2 separate regions of the Rattus norvegicus genome follow, and region 1 is linked to region 2. Evidence: chromatin contacts called from public Hi-C data. All regions are on one chromosome and are shown on one strand. The core of a region is the stretch at or near the end of the contact, and the rest is flanking DNA. Distances in the headings are between cores, read along the strand shown. Region 1 holds the start of Pdha1 (pyruvate dehydrogenase E1 subunit alpha 1). Region 2 holds the start of Cdkl5 (cyclin-dependent kinase-like 5).

Region 1 (2,700 bases), core at 71-2,570, 940 kb before region 2:
AATTCGGGGCACATACTAAGCGTTCAATAAATGTTGGTTATGACATAGCCATATACAAAGACATGTTAAGAATCGTGCTTTGCTGCCCGTCCAGATTCAAACACGAATACGGCATTTACTCAATCAAGCGGTGTTTTTCCATTACTTAATGGAATTCCTAGAGAAGCACACTTCCGACCTTTCCACAACCTCCCCAAACTAAGCAGAATTGCATCGAATCCTGAAGAAATCAATAAAACCAGAACTACAAGTCAAAGCCTGAGAGGGCAGTTACACCAAGAGAAAGCAGCCTCTGTATGGCTAGAGGTCAAAATGCTAAAAGCTTAGGTATTAGACAGCCTTAAAGCCGGGCCATAACTCTTAACCTCCGATCTCAACCCTCCGAAAACCATTGCTGTTTTCTTTTGCTACTTTGAACTCTAAGCCTCTGTGTGTTTAAGGAGTAAAGGCGGCTTCCTCTGGGTTATGCTCGATTGCTCGAAAATTGACTGCCAAGAAAAAGTTCGGACGAGCAGGGAGTGGAGGAAGTTTGTTTTCCGTGAACCTGACCCCTCTGAACCTTCCTCAGAACAGAACACAGGTGATCTACAAATGCTCACCCAGCTGGACGCCCGGACTTGCCGGGTGCCAGGCAAAAGGGCTGGCATACGGGCCGCTGGCCAACTCAACCCCATAAGGCGGCGTCCTCGGTATCTCCATTATAGAGACGAGGAAACTGGGCCCTGGGACTTTTTTTTTTTTTTTAGTCTCTTTACCTCTTGACTGTACTTGGCAGACTCAAGACTAGTAAACGATGAAGTCGGAGTACGCACGAAACCTCCGACTCCCGGGACTGGGAGCTCTTTATTTCGTCTTACGTGGCCTCTTAGCCAAGAGCAATGACATGATGGAGAGTGGAAGTCATCCGAGTCGAGAGGTTGGAGCGAACCCAAGCTCCGCCTCTCAGTGCCCCGTAAGCAACGGGCAGTTGTGGGGCGCTGCTGGGGAGCCGACGTGAAGCTCCGCCAGCGGGGATTGGGGGAGGCAATGGACCGGGCCGGTTCTCAAGCCGCTCCAACCCGGGCCAGTGGCGACGCGTACCGCGGGGAAAGCCCTCCTGAGCTCCTTAGCTCGCCTCCAGCACCTAGCTCTGCGCTCCAGAGGGGGGCCCCGGCCCGCCCTCTTCCTGCCCCGCCTCAAGCGGGCTCCAGCCCCACCCCGGCCTCCCAGGATCAGGCGACCTCACCGGCTTCTGCGCAGCGCCTGCCAACACGCGGGACACAGCGGCAAGCATCTTCCTCATGGAGCGCAGCAGACTGACGCGGCAGCCGCGGCACCCAGGCACTCAAAAGGAGTGATTCGGGCGACCCCAAGTCTCCTTGAGGCGCCCGGAGTCGAAGCCACGCCCTAAACGCAGTGACGGAGTCGGAACGGCATCACACGCCGCGCCAGTCTGTAGACCAACCAGAATGATTGCCCGCGATGGCTACACCCATCTGAGGAACATGAGTCCGCCCATTAATTAACTAAAGATGAGGTGGGGCTGTGGCTTTGGGGTGAGGAGGCGGGAGTCCTAGGGCGCCTGCGTGGGAAAGTGGGGGGGGTCCCCCCCAGGAGGCCTCTCTTTCCTCTTACACTCAGTACCACAGATCAGCGAAGAAGGGGTGAAGGCAGGTCCTGCTGTTTGCCCAGTTGGGCGGGTGGTACAGCCTTGGCAGCCTTATTCCAGTATACAGAAAAGCCGTGGTGCCAGGGCCAGAAAGACAGACCATCTGGTTTCTAGAAATGGCCCTGCCACTAATTTGTCTTTAAAAAAAAAATTACATGACCCTTGCAAAATGTTGCCCTGGTTGACTTGGGTGAGAATAACAAAAATAGATTTAACAGTTAAATGTTGAATGTTGCTGGGTGTGGTGGCACATGCCGGTCATTCCTTCTCTAGGGAGTCTGAGGTAAGATGATAGCCAGAGTTGAGTTAGAGGCCAGGCTGGCTATTTAGTTCAAGACAAGCTTGGAATACTTAGCGAGACTGTCTCCAAAAAGAAAAATAAGTAAATAAAAGCAAATATTAAGAGTTGACCATAGACATCCAAGAGTTCAGCTTTATCGCTTATTCTTTGATTTTCCGTTAGCTTGCTTCTTTTCATGAAGGACTCAGTTATAGACAAGTAGTTCATCTGTCCTTTATGTTTGGGAAAAGGCAGAATCCTGTATCCCCCATGTTGTTGTTACCCAAACACTATAAAGATTAGGACACAAGGGGGCTGGAGAGATGGCTCAGCGGTTAAGAGCACCCGACTGCTCTTCCAGAGGTCCTGAGTTCAAATCCCAGCAACCACATGGTGGCTCACAACCATCTGTAAGGAGACCCGATGCCCTCTTCTGGTGTGTCTGAAGACAGCTACAGTGTACTTATATATAATAAATGAATAAATCTTTAAAAAAAAGATTAGGACACAAGACTTTATGAGAACAAGGGAAATGTGCAAATAATGATTTCTCAGGTTGGACTGTGTTAGCCACAGTGCAAGTGTTTATGTTGCCTTGACCAGTTAACTTCAAAGAATCACTGGATCAGAGAAACAGAGGACATTTGACTTTTCCACTCAAATGTCCAGCGTGGATTGGCCAGGTAGCATTTCTATGAGGTCACTTGGGAACCCCGGATAAAAAGTACTCTAATACAAATATTAGATGATCTCCATGGTCCGTGCACCATGG
Region 2 (2,807 bases), core at 220-2,719:
AATGAATCCTAGTTGGGTTGTTAAATGTAAGATTATACTCCCCCTTTCAGCATCAGATATACAGGGATAAGAAAACACACCCTTTTTGCATTTTATGAAGATATTTTCATACACTTAAAGGAATTAAAAAACGAATTTGCATCTAAATGTTATGCAGTCTGTAATTCCAAAGTGTCTCAGTAAAAATGTCTTTTTTGTAACCCTACAGCAAGAAACAAACAAGCTGGAAGTGTTCCAGCAGATGTTACCTAAAACCCTAATCCTATATTCTATACATATTTATGCCTCCTTTTTTCAGTCAAATGCTCTCAGACAAATTAATTTGTGTAATCTTTTATACTGCCTACATAACCATTACGTTCAAACAAGCCTAAATCAGATGCGCGGAAAGAAATTATTCTGTATCAATACTTTCTAAAATCAGCTTAAATTTCAGCCAATTAAAAATAATTGTGTTAACAGAATACTGATCTGCAACTATTTAAATATCACGGCATCCTTCTAGTCTGTCTGTAGATACTAAGGTCAGGCTTTTCTTATCCAGGCATCTGTGCCATGCCTAACTCAAGTGAAGCGAAAAAACAAAACCCCCAAGAAAGATCTGCTTTTACACTGAAATATGCCCAGGTTATTTTTTACCCCAACGTGGGCACAAAAAAAAAAAAAAAAATCGTGTCAGTGCGAAAAGGACCTGTTCGTTCTGGCAGATGGTTCCAAACCCCAGGATTCAATTTCTATGAAGGTCCAAAGGGTAAGAAGGTCTGAGAAGAGGTCGATTTCTGCTTCTCTGCCAGCATGCCAGCCGTGAACTTCACAGTAACGCCTGAAACTTGTCCTGTGGAAGGTGGCAGAAACCTGCCGGGCTGCAGGCGGGGCGCTCGCCCACCCTCGGGGCAGCCAAGGTCAGAAGGACCGGGACTGCGAGTCAAAGCTGCCTGCGGGTCCCGGGCTCTCTGGGAACTTGGGCGGGGGCTTCGGGGCCCCTCCTTGGCGCTAGCAGAAAAGGGCTTCCCTCGCCACAAGCCCGGAGAGCCCTGGCCACGGGGGCGGCGGGGTGGGGACACCGCAGACCTGCAGCGAGGGGGAGCCCCGCGGGGTCCGACCGCGACCTACCGTAAGTCTAGCACAACCCCCTCTGTCTTTTGGTACCAAAAATTCCAGCCCCAGCCCTTCCGGGAAGACCCTAGAGACTCGTGGTGGATCGCCGAGGGAGACTCCAGCTTGGGACGCCCTCAACGCGTCTCCCCGTTGTGCAGGGACCGGCGCTGCTACCCCTTCTGTCACCCTCCTAAGTGGACCGACTGTGTTCCCTCTTTAAAGGCAAGCTAGTGGACACACGGCCAACACGAGACGGCCTGAGGGGCGGACGCAACTACTCACCCTACTGAGTCCCCCACCTCTACCGGGGAAGCCTCCACTCCGGCGGCCGCCGTCACCGCTTTACCTTCTCCCTAGCGGTAGCGACAAGTAATCGAAACCTCCGGCCCCGCCCTCTCGCCGGAGCAAACGCGCAGCCTAATTTGATGATTGCACCGCCCCCGTCTGCCCATTTGACCCAATCGGCAAGCTCCTCTCATTCCGCTAGGTCCCGCCTTATCCCCGCCTACCAAGAGGCGCCAATAAAGAAAAAGCGCTCGTGCTCGAGCTCGTGCTCGCGCGCCCCGCCCACGCCGCTCGTTCTCGAGTCCCCAAAAAATCCTAGAACCAGGATTTCTTGTACTAGCTCCCTACTAAGCGGACGCGCTTATGCGCGCTCGCGATGCTCCTCCTGGAGCACCAGGTTTGGTTGCCCTGCCAGGCCCTAGCAACCTGGACTGCTAGGCTGGGAGGGGCGGGGCTCAAACTGCGAGCTTACGTGGGGAGGGGGAAGTGAGGGAGGAGTAGGATAAGGGGAGGGAGAGATCGTGACTGAGAGAGGGGTGGATGCGGGGGTTGAAGGGGGTGAGGAGGCCCGGGAATCCACCTGTCACTGCGGTAGAAAAAAAAAAGGGGGAATCCTGCCTGCAGCGCAGCTATCCTAGCCTCCCTCTCTGGGGACCAGTGCGCGGAGTGGGTGGAGGGCGGGGAGCACATTTCGGGCGGGAGTCCGGGCGCTGCTTGAAAATAAAGGACGAAGGATGGCTTATCTCGGTCGTAGGTTTAAAAAAATGATAACGAAGTCCATTGCTGCTGCCTAACTGTTGCAGCTGTGCGTGCACGCGCGCGCAAACACATTCATATGCACGTTCATCTCGCAGCCTGCGATTCCCTGGGGTGACTTAAGAGCAAAGAACTGTCAGCCCGAGGATTCCTTACACAGCAGCTGGACGCGTGCAAACCGCGGCAGCCTCGGCTGCAGCAGCAAACCACAACTCTACTCCTGTCCGATGCTGCTCTGTCTTACGCGATTCCCCAGCTGGTAAAAGAAAAAAAAGGAATGAAGTCATCGCCGCACCAGTAGAAATATAAAGATCTTAAGACCCACCGTGAATCAGGTTTCTAGTGAGGATGACTAGTGGATAAGAGAGCAATAGTTCCACTGCACTTTTTTTTTTAACTAAGAAAAGAATAATTTTTTATGAAAGACCTTGCAGACAAATCTATGAAAAAGAGCATGATTTCCACCTTTTAAAAAAGCAGAGAGGAAGAAAAGGTTCTTCTGGGTTTTCGGAAGGAACAGAAAATAAGTAGTGTATAGAGGTCGAAGATGCCACCAACCCCAAAATGATTTTTTTTTTTTTTGCAATAGAAAATAGATACGGTGGATAAAATCCATTTACTCTACTCCTGCTTCAATCTGGTAGCTATACAATAGGTTCGTCTACTTG

The links. Hi-C and Micro-C count contacts between places; a contact is called where the count stands out from the background.
Region 1: a contact with region 2 is called in a Hi-C map of liver, with 6 times the contacts expected there. The contact joins the promoter of Pdha1 here to the promoter of Cdkl5 in region 2. A contact is called at or near these places in 1 of 12 Hi-C or Micro-C datasets (liver) and 1 of 1 datasets of contacts at active chromatin or transcription factors (oligodendrocytes).

What each region holds. Positions count from the first base shown.
Region 1 is chrX:38,507,778-38,510,477 of GRCr8, reverse strand. It overlaps Pdha1 (pyruvate dehydrogenase E1 subunit alpha 1), which reads right to left and starts at 1,320. Exons shown (of 11, transcript NM_001004072.2): 1 at 1,226-1,320. The coding sequence starts at 1,282.
Region 2 is chrX:37,565,040-37,567,846 of GRCr8, reverse strand. Cdkl5 (cyclin-dependent kinase-like 5) reads right to left here and starts at 1,469. Exons shown (of 18, transcript NM_001421533.1): 1 at 1,381-1,469.